Linked DNA regions of Hordeum vulgare: region 1 is linked to region 2. The links are chromatin contacts, called in public Hi-C maps. All regions are on one chromosome and are shown on one strand. Each heading gives the region's core, a stretch centred on a gene start, on an enhancer-like site or on the middle of the called end of the contact. The rest is flanking DNA. Distances are from core to core; before and after follow the strand shown.

What was found. Hi-C and Micro-C count contacts between places; a contact is called where the count stands out from the background.
Region 1: a Hi-C map of leaf shows a contact between it and region 2, with 5 times the contacts expected there. The contact joins the promoter of LOC123426746 here to the promoter of LOC123426742 in region 2. A contact is called at or near these places in 3 of 6 Hi-C or Micro-C datasets (leaf and seedling) and 1 of 1 datasets of contacts at active chromatin or transcription factors (embryo).

Annotation. Positions count from the first base shown.
Region 1 is chr2H:478,703,808-478,709,175 of MorexV3_pseudomolecules_assembly, reverse strand. LOC123426746 (scarecrow-like protein 23) reads left to right here and starts at 2,962. Exons shown (of 1, transcript XM_045110626.1): 1 at 2,962-4,780. The coding sequence starts at 3,143. The coding sequence ends at 4,582. It overlaps LOC123426744 (DExH-box ATP-dependent RNA helicase DExH7, chloroplastic-like), which reads left to right. Exons shown (of 35, transcript XM_045110624.1): 33 at 585-671; 34 at 923-1,022; 35 at 1,524-1,859. The coding sequence ends at 665.
Region 2 is chr2H:478,161,789-478,167,412 of MorexV3_pseudomolecules_assembly, reverse strand. LOC123426742 reads left to right here and starts at 4,167. Exons shown (of 4, transcript XR_006622314.1): 1 at 4,167-4,504; 2 at 5,433-5,624.

The DNA of each region.
Region 1 (5,368 bases), core at 1,713-4,212, 540 kb before region 2:
CTGGATCCCAGGCCAGGCCGGCGCGGCAGGAGGCCAGGGAGGCCGGCGCGGCGGCAGGAGGTCGGGGCGGCGGCAGGAGGTCGGGGCGGCGGCAGGAGGCCCGGCTGGCGCGGCAGGAGGCCAGGGCGGCGCAGGGCTGGATCCCAGGCCTGCGCGGCTGGATCCCACCCTCCCAACCAAACAAAAAATGGGATAACCCCACCCTCCCAACCAAACAAAAAAAAGGGCTATCCCCAGCCACCTGGTTGGGGATACCCACAACCACCCTAGACTATCCCTCCAACAAACACAAAATACTTCTAGATACATCCATTTCTTCGACAAGTAATTTCGGACGGAGGGAGTATAACTTACTATAAACAAAAGGCTGCTTCAAGATAGTATTCATATACCATCTTTGCATACATTTACTTTGTCACTTCACCATTTGTAAATATTTAGAACCTCCTTTCAACAAAAGGCTGCTTCAGTACATGCAAAAATGTATAACGTGCTATGCACAGAAGGCTGCTTGAAGATGGTATTCATACTATATGTTGTAACTTGCAATTTTATAATTAGCTGGTCTGAATGTATGATTTCAGATGGCAACTTTTGTTGACAACGAAGTGGTCAGATCCATCATTCATTTGCTGTTGGAAGAAGAAAAGGCCCAACAAGCATGAATTGTGGTAATCTCTTCATATTGAGTTTTTCTTGTACACGATCTTACTTGGAGAATGAGCAAACAGCGCGGCAAGTATTGATCTTGCAGATTTAATATGTTAATTGTGGAGCACTAGAGCTTCTTCAGTGGAAATTATTGTCCTCGATTTTTGAAATTTTACGTCAAAAACATGTTAAAACAAGCCTTGGGATGTCATCTGTTAAGTTTTGAGGTTAAGTGTTTGATTTCTGAACTAACTTCTGTTACTTCGAATAGGTCAATGAATTACTGTACAGATAATGGTGGAACTGTGGTGGAATTAACTTGAGAACTTATCCTCAGATCAGGTGCCCGGATCTAAATTGCAAATGACATGGTACATTCTACTATTCTAGCATGTTTGTATTGGTAACTAAGTAGTCTTTGTCCTGATACCTGTATGCTCAAATCATGCTAGTGAGTTTTTTATACTAGTAAAAAAGTTGTTCCATCTAGTGATTTGGGGCATTTTAGTTTGTTAACTTCGTTTGTGTCTAACAGACACCACGTAACTGGTCAATGAGTGCCAATTTTCGTATACCTTTATGTGGCCCTCCATGTCACCAACTCACCATGTGGTCTTATGATTTCGTCTCACAAACACACGAAATTATGGATGTCCCACCTTGTCCATTCTAGTTGTCATATTGGACAGCAGAAGTGACGTGAACGTCTTAGTAGCGTCACTAGTACCCACCTATTTATTTGAACATCAAATGCATGGAAACTCTTCAGCAATGCTAAAGGAGCATGAATTTTGAAATTATCATGCCTATCACGTTTAGCTAGAATTTACTTTTTGACGCAGTGTGATAATGCATATAATTATATTCTGCAGCTGCTGGCCTTTTTGGAGCACATGAGCCTTCATGCTACATGATGAATGCTATCAAGTAGCGAAGGTTGATTCTCAGGGCTCGGTCGTATTTGACATTTCTATGGGTTTCTGCAACCTTGCACGCCGGCCTTTTACTGTGCTGGTGACTGACGATGGAGAAGAAGCTTCAGAGTGACCACATTGCATTGGCTTGACATCTTTACAGAACAAAAGTGTATGCTTTATTACTCATATCACAATGCTTACATGCTACAGTGAAGATGATAAGTGCATTGGAAATGAAATACTCTCTAGCAACTTCCAACTTGTTTAATTTAATATTGGGGTGTTCATGTACGCAGAAGAAGTGGAATGGAATGATACAACTGTGGCGTTTCTGTTAGGGGGGCATATTGTTTTTAGAAAGCAGGGCAGCGCGACAGGAGGCAGCTTCAGGGGTGTATGGTAGGGCCATGGCTTCGTCAGCAGGGACAGTCGTTGATGCCCTCCCTTTTCTCCGGCCCATTTTCCTGGCCAAATCTTGTGTCTGGTCGCTTTACTCCTCCTTGGGTAAGGGTCCACTCCTGACTGCTCTTCCTCGCATCTTCGTCACACTCGTAGCCCCCTTTTTTCACCTTTGCCCCCAACCAGGCAACCCCTTTCCACAAATTTTACATTTTCTCGAGGGAATGAGATTCTACGACTTTTACTGATTCCATGTCCAAACAAGTCAAGTCCACACAACGTATGCCCCAAACCGTCTTGACGTATACGATGATGCTCGATCGAGTCCATGTTAGCCCCACATGCACCTTCCAAGAGAATCACGAGTTTGAACGCTGCTTATTATAAATAAACTATAGACCTCATCGACTTGGGCATCAATCTTTGTTTCACCTAACCATATTAAAATGGCGTCGATCGAGGCTTGTCATAGCCATATGCTACTATAGTACTCCATTTGGTTAGCCATACATGCATTGCAGTGTAAAATCGGATCTTGTAGTGTGGACTGCTGGGCGAGATACCATTGAAACCGCCATTGTATATTCATCACAAGCTACTAGTCCACTCACTCTGTTCTCTTGTGTCAAACACACATTGTTAACTAACACCTACACCGTGTTTGAACAATGCTTATTTCAGCGAGAGATGTATGGGGTCTTGCTCTCCTCTTAGCGGTGGAGCTTGGTAGCACTAGCAGCCGGTAGATGATTGATAGGTTGGCGCTTGGCAGATAGATCCTTGCGCATAAAACAAGGGGGGTGTGAGGCGAGCACTCCACGGGCATATCCTATCCTTGGGATCCAAGGGCAGCGCGCCCGGGAACCAGCCAAAACGGGAGGAGCATATTGGCGGCCATTTCATTTCTTGCAAACAAAGCTAGTAGTACACGCGGAACATCTAGATTCCCTTTGGTCGCTTACATAATATATATATATGTATATATGTATATATATATATACCCCTCCCCGTCGCCGTGACCCATTCCCCGCCTCCCTCCCTCCCGGCCGCTACGTACGTCTCGCGCCTCGCCGATCTCCATTAATCGCCGCGCGCGCGCGCTAGCTTCTGAGCTTCTTGGACAGACAATCGATCGATCGAGAGTCTGGAGAGATCAATTGGGTGCTTGGGTGTACATGAACCTGACGTTGAGTCTAGGCGTCAATGGTGGCGGCGCCGCGGCCAAGAAGCGCAAGGTGATGGACGGCGTCGGCGACGTGGGCGTCCTCGGCGCCGCTGACGGCTGTGATCGCGCCACTGTCATGAGGCTCCTCCAGGCCAGAGATCGCATGGTGAAGGTTGAGCTTGACCACGACGTCGACGGGGATGTGAGTGGCTGCGGAGCCTCGCCGCTGATGCGCTTGCTCCTCTCGTCGGCGGTCGCCGGGGAGGTCGGCGACACGCACGCCGCGGCCGTCGCCCTGCAGGAGGTCTACCGGCACGCGTCCTTCCGCGGCGGCGACCCTGTCCAGCGGGTCGCCGCCTACTTCGCGGACGCGCTGGCGTCGAGGCTCCTGCTGTCGCCGCAGCCGGCGCAAGCGACGACTCGCCAAGAGCAGTTCCTGGCCTTCACCATGTTCTACCAGGCGTCCCCGCTGTACCAGTTCGCGCACTTCACGGCGAACCAGGCCATCATGGAGGCGTTCGAGGCCGGCGGCACGCGGCGCCTCCACGTCGTGGACTTCGACGTCTCCTTCGGCTTCCAGTGGCCGTCCCTGATCCAGTCCCTTTCCGACGCCGCCGCCACCAGCTCCTCCCTGTCCTCCCACGACGACAGCGGCGACTCCTGCGACGAGCCGGTGTCCCTCCGCATCACCGGGTTCGGCGCCAGCGCCGACGAGCTGCGGGACACGGAGGCCCGTCTCGCCCGGTTCGCGGACGGCTGCCCCAACCTACGGTTCGAGTTCGAGGGCGTCCTCAACAGCGGGCCGGAGGACGACGGCCGCCATGACCGCATCAAGACCGACCCCGCCGCGACGGTGGTCGTCAACCTGGTGTTCCCGGCCGCACAGAACGCGAGGGCGGGCTCATGGGACCCGCGCAGCGCATTGGCTCACATCTGGTCTCTGAGCCCGTCCCTGGTGTTCCTGATCGACAAGGTTGACGAAGGCGCCGGAAGATGCGGCGGAAGCGCGAGCCTGCTCCCGCGGTTCGCGGCCAACCTCCGGTACTACGCGGCGGTGTTCGAGTCGCTGCACGAGTGCCTCCCGGCCGACAGCGCTGAGAGGATCGCCATCGAGAAGGACCACCTCGGCGTGGAGATCAGCGACGCAATGGCCACTCTGGACCGTCGGCGCCACGACGGCGATCGGGCGGCGGACCAGAACCAGACCAGCCGCGGTTGGAAGGAGAGGCTGGAGAGCGCGGGGTTCGAGGACGCGAGGCTGAGCTCGAGGACGGTGAGCCAGGCGAAGCTGCTGCTCAAGATGAAGAGCGGCGGGTGCGGCGGCGGCGGGTTCCGCGTCATGGAGGCCGGCGACGGCAAGGCCATGGCGCTGGGGTGGCGGGACAGGGCTCTCGTCACGGCCAGTGCGTGGCGACCGTGCCGGCGATCGGTCGGCAAGAACGAGCCGTGAAACATGCGTCCATTCATTCATTCAGTACATAGATCGTGATAGACTCTTTGTTTTCATGCGATTATTCTTGGTTCCTTGTTGGGAAAGAGAGAGAAGTTTGATTCTTAGTTTCTTTTCTCTAGATGTCTTGAGTGATATATATACATGTATACTTATACAAGTTAAAAGAGGTTATATACAGTTGATGTATCACATTCATACGTATACGTTCATATACACATGAATCATTTTATCCTGGCGTACGCATGAATATTACTCCCTTCGTTTCATAATATAAGTCTTTTTAGAGATTCCATTAGAGGACTACAAACAGATGTATATAGACATACTTTAGAGTGTAGATTCATTCATTTTGCTCTGTATGTAGTCCTTTAATAAAATCGCTTAAAAGACTTATATTTAGGACCAGAGGGAGTAATTAACTGCATCACGAGCTTTGCTCACTAATTTGCCATACTCCGTTTTTTAGATGATGAATTAACCATGGTTGGTACAGTAGTGATGAGATTTAATATGGTGAGTTGACTAATCAACCATAACAAAATCGTGCAAGCATTTTCCGATGGGCGTCTCACGTCGAGTCTAGGGCCGACTGTCCAACTGACATTTTGCTTCGACTCCAACACGTTGGAAAGCATATCCCTTCCTATATAAAACAATGAAGGGATTTGCAGTGGAAAGGCCGGATATGTATGCACACGACAATCAGAGGCATGCGGGAGTGGTTCACCAAACTGTCAAGTGGTCAGTCTACACCTAATAAAGATCTGCAGCTGGGCAGATGGC
Region 2 (5,624 bases), core at 2,918-5,417:
CAGAAGAGAAGATTTCGTCGCGTTTGCAATACGGAGGCGCCGCCACATCCTGTTCTTCATCTGGAGGACAGATCTGGAGTCCGTTTTGGGCTCCGGAGAGGGGAAATCGTCGCCATCGTCATCATCAACCTTCTTCCCTCTCCAATTCCATGAAGCTCTTCATCGTTCGTGAGTAATCTATTCGTAGGCTCGCTGGGCGGTGATGAGTAGGATGAGATCTATCATGTAATCGAGTTAGTTTTGACGGGGATTGATCCCTAGTATCCACTATGTTCTGAGATTGATGTTGCTACTACTTTGCCATGCTTAATGCTTGTCACTAGGGCCCGAGTGCCATGATTTCAAATCTGAAATTATTATGTTGTCACCAATATATGTGTGTTTTAGATCTGATATTGCAAGTTGTAGTTACCTACTATGTGTTATGACCCGGCAACCCCGGAGTGACAATAACCGGAACCACTCCCGGTGATGATCATAGTTTGAGGAGTTCATGTGTTCACCAAGTGCTAATGCGTTGTTTCGGTTCTTTATTAAAAGGAGAACCTTAATATCCCGTAGTATCCTTTTGGACCCTGCTGCCACGGGAGGGATGGACAATAGATGTCATGCAAGTTCTTTTCCCTAAGCACGTATGACTACACACGGAATGCATGCCTACATCACATTGACGAACGAGAGCTAGCCACATATCTCTCCGTGTTATAACGGTTGCATGATGAATATCATCCAAACGAATCACCGACCCATTGCCTACGAGTTTGTCCCACTGCTGTTGTTACTTGTGTTGCTCTGCTGCTGTCACTACTGTTGCTAGTTGCTACTGCTGTTACTACTGTCACTTGCTACTGTTGCTACTTGCTACTGATGTCACTACTGTTGTTCCTTGCCACTGTTGTTACTCGTTACGCCGCTGCTACAATTTTGATTCGCTGGTCGTTGACGGGAACAGACAATTTCCGTCAACGGGCAACTTCTGGCGCCATTGATACGACAGTTAGGAATAGTCTGCCGTCAACAGATCGTTTCTGACACGGTTGTTATCATACTACTTTGTTGCTGACTCTTTGCTTGCAGATACTAATCTTTCAGGTGTGGTTGAATCTGACTCATTCATCTACTAATACTCGAGAGTATTCTCTCACCTCCTGCCTGGCGTATCAACAAATTTGGGTCGAATACTCTACCCTCGAAAACTGTTGCGATCCCACGCGCTCGTGGGCCGTCAACAACATTCTTCTAGTTTCGATTGCCGGGGAGTGCTAGCAGCATTCTTCTGGTGCCGTTGCAGGGGAAGGTCTGTTGTCACGGATTCAGCGTGCCACGCGCTCAGCGTGACGACCCATCAGCGGGCCGGGCTCTTCGTCGGTGGTCTGCCAGATCATATCCGCATGGACGTGGAGCTTCGGGGACCGCAGGACATCAAGACCGCCATGTACTATGCCCGCTCATTTGAGCAACGGGCGGTGGATATGCAGCAGGCGTTCCCGGCCCACGCACTTCGCCCACCCCCTCAGCCGGATATGTCTGCAACCAGCCCGCCTGACTAGCCGGCGACACGGACTCCCGCCACGGCAGCAACTCAACCATTCCGTCGGCTAACCCCGGCCAAACAACACGAGCATCGTCAACAGTTTGTTTTTCTGTTACCTTTATCCTTTTCTTTTTATTTGAAGCAAAAACATTTTTTGAATTTGAAGAACAAATTTAAAAAAAGTTAACAAATTTGGAAGTGTGAATAATTTTTTAAAGCAAGAATATTTTCTGAATCTTAAGAACAAAAATTTGTAAAAGAGAACAATTTTGAGAAACCCCAAACAAAATTTTATAGCATGAACATTTTTTGAATTTTGAGAAGAAATTTTGAAACTGAGAACAATTTCAAAAATGTGAATTTTTTTGGAAGCGCAGACTATTTTTTAAAGCATGAGCATTTTTTGAATCTTGAGAACGGAATTTTGAAAAACCACGAACAAATTTAAAAACGCGAACAAATTTTTAAAGCATGACCATTTATTGAATTTTGAGAACAATTTTTAAAACCAAGAACAATTTATAAAAATGTGATCAAATTTGGAAGCGCGGACAATTTTTTAAAGGATGAACAATTTTTGAATTTTGAGAACAAAATTTTGAAAAGGAGAACAATATTGGAAAATCCCGCACAAATTTGAATGCGCGAACAAATTTTCAAAGTACGAACATTTTTTGAATTTTGAGGACAAATTTTGAAACCGAGAACAATTTCGAAAAAACATAAACAATTTTTTAAAGCACATTTTTTTTAATTTTGAGAACATAATTTTGAAAAGGAGAACAATTTCTAAAAACCCTGAACAAATTTGAAAGCGCAAACAAATTTTCAAAGCACAAACAGATTTGAATTTTGAAAACAAATTTTGAAACCAAAAATACTTTTTAAAATTATAAGAAAAATTGGAAGCGTGAACAATTTTTTAAAGCACGACAATTTTTTTAATCTTGAGAACAAAATTTGAAACTGAGAATAAATTTGAAAAAATCCAAACAAATTTGGAAGCACGATTTTTTTGAAAACACGAACATTTTTTAAATTTCGTGAAGAAAATTTTAAACCAAGAACAATTTTGAAAAATACTGAACAAATTTGAAAGCACAAACAATTTTTTAAATCATGAACAATTTTGGAGTCTTAATTTTATTTTTGAAACTGAGAACAAATTTGAATCTTAAGAACAAATTCTGAAACCGAGTACAGTTTTTGGAAAATAAGGAACATTTTTATGAAATCAAGAATTTTTTATAAAATTCAAAAGCATTTTTTTAAAATCAAGAACATTTTTTGAAACAGAAAATAAAAAAGAAACAGAAAAGAATGAAGAAAAATGAAAAGAAAAAAAAAACGGTTCAGGAAGTTTCCCAAAATCGGAAAAAACCGGCTCCAACCTCTAGAATGTTCCCAAAACCAAGGCACTGCAATCTCCGCTAACGGGTCAGTTCATTTGAAAGTGATCCCTCTCCCGCTCTGTGAGAAGCCCCGACACGCTACGCACAGAGCGACGAAGAGTGTTTCTGAATTCGTCGTCATTGCCCCGCCGACAGGACGGAGCTGGGCCTAGGCACCTAGGGCCGCGGCGTGGGGCCCGAAATCACTAATTAGCGAGTACTCCTTTAAAAGATCACTCCAACCCCTAGGTCACAACAAGTGGCGCATTGCATGTATGCCACTTGTCATAACCTGGGAGTTTTCTTTTTTCGTAGATTTGTTTTTTCAAAACGTTTTATCTCCTAACCTGTGCGTCCAAATCTCAAACCGTTTTCATCATTGGATTTCTCGCGTCAAGATCTTCAAAGCTAGATCATATATTGATAGGTTTTAAAGAACTTTTTTTCAATAAAAAAACCGGACCAAAAAACCATGTCTCCCGTGATAGAGAAAAACAAAAAACACATTTTTTCGCATTTCCGTGCCTCTCACGAAGACAAAATCGTGCCTCTCACGGAAGCAAAATCGTGTCTTTCTCAAAAAAAACGCACTTTTCCCTTTCCGAAAGGTACGAACGTGCCTGTCACAAAGGTAAAATCGTGCCTCTCACGGAAGCAAAACCGTACCTCTTAGCCGTGCCTCTCGCGAAATTAAAACCGTACCTCTCGCGAAAGCAAAACCGTGCTTCTTACAAAAAACCCGTGTTTTTTCCCTTTTCGAGAGGCACGGCCGTGCCTCACGCGGAAAGAAAACCGTGCCTCTCACCAAAAAAAGCAGAAAACACATTTTTCGTCAAAAACATACGGAGGAGCAAAACACATGCCTCTCGCGAAAGTAAAATCATGCCTCTCGAAAAAAACGTATTTTTTTTTAATTATTTGGTCAAAAAACTACGAACGACCGATGAAAAACCGAAAAAAAACAATATTAAAAACCAAAAACGCGTGTGAAAAAATAAAAAATAAAATTACGAGAAAGCATTTAAAACATAACACATGGTGATGATTGAAAACGCGTCAAGTGGTGCGTGAGTGCTCTTCGAGAGGCTCCGGAAGGAGCGCTTGCTAGTGACTCCCCGGCTTGAGAATTGGCCAGGGGCCCATCTGAATACTAAGGCCTACTGCGAAGGCAGCCAGCACGGCCCGGGCGGGCGCACGCACGCACGCGTCGCCTCTTCTTTCGTTGCTCTGCATTCCTCTTCGCTTTGCGAAGCAAACTGCGGCACGACCGCCTGCGCCCAGGCCGTCCGCCGCCTGCGCTGCCGCGTCGCCCGCACCCCTCCCACCCTCGTCTGTTGACTACCCGTCCTCCGGCGCTGCCTCATACGATCGCCGTCGGGCTCCTCCTCGACCCCCCCCCCCCTCTCCCTTCGGGCTACCGGCTGTGACGCGTCGTTCCCCTCACCCCCCTCCGAGCCAGACCGCCGGACCCTCTTCCACCCTCTGGTGGTGCGCCGCCGAGCGAAGCTGCTGATCGAGTTCGCTGCTCGCCCCACTTCTAAGCGCAGACGTGTGGCTGTCTGTACGTGTGTTGTGTTAGGTATAATTTCTAATTTTTCTTTTGTACATGCGCTGAATTGAATCCTCAAACTGATGCATTTTATCACCAGTTTCATGTTTAGAACAGAAGATGAAGAAATGTTCCCATGTTTTCATGCCTTGAAGGTGTTGGTTCAGTGATTAACTATCTCAGTTGATGTTGTGGGAGGAGCAGATGAACCAAACTATCGATTTTGTGCTCTTTTGTATTAACTTTTGTAGTTTTCTTCGACTTTTATCTAACTTATTGGATCGTTAAAATTGAGTTCAAATTCTACATTTTTATTGTGCAACCGGGCCATATGTTTGTATGCTTTCACAAGAGATGTTTTTGGATAGTTATAACTTATAAGCACATAGCTTCTGGCCTGGGGTTTGCCCATCATACCCTGTTCAGTTCCTTCTCCTCTCCTCCTTCTGGATTGTTTAAGGATCAATTTCTATGTTTTTGGCTCATTGTATCTTCGTTTAGCATAAGCACATACTTGAAAATATATTATTGTATATGCATTCTTATGTATTTATTGTGTATATATAACCGCAGCTTGTGTCAGCATTTTCTGTGAAATGATGAATCCGCGTTTCTGTGTTTGTGTAAGATGTGTCAGGTCACCAAATTGATTTAGGGACACTGTTGGAAGCATCTAGGATTTGGTCTATGGCTAGCATCTAGCATGGACGTTTTAATGCAGTTTGTTTGCAAACCAAGGCTACATCTATGCAGAGGGAGTACTATGTTAGGCCAGTTACATTGTAGCGTGAATTAAGTCTGACATTATGCTAAATTTGGTGAACCAACTGGGACCTTATTAACTTCAGCATGTGATGTTCTTCTCTCAAATGAATTTCTATTTCTAATGGTCAGCATATGATGTTATAAGCACTTTTCTTATTCATTCTCATCATGCCATTTGATTCACAACCTGCAGGATTTTTGCGTGTGTCGTGTGTCAAGGGATGTCTGCCTCAGAAAACCAGGCTGCTGATATCAGCAACGAAACTGATGATACGAAAGCAGACCGTCCGTGGAACATCATACGTATACGTTTACCACCCAGGAAGAAGTTACCTGATGCCTCCCTCACCCTGAGCAAGAAAGTACCTAGGATTAACAAAACCAG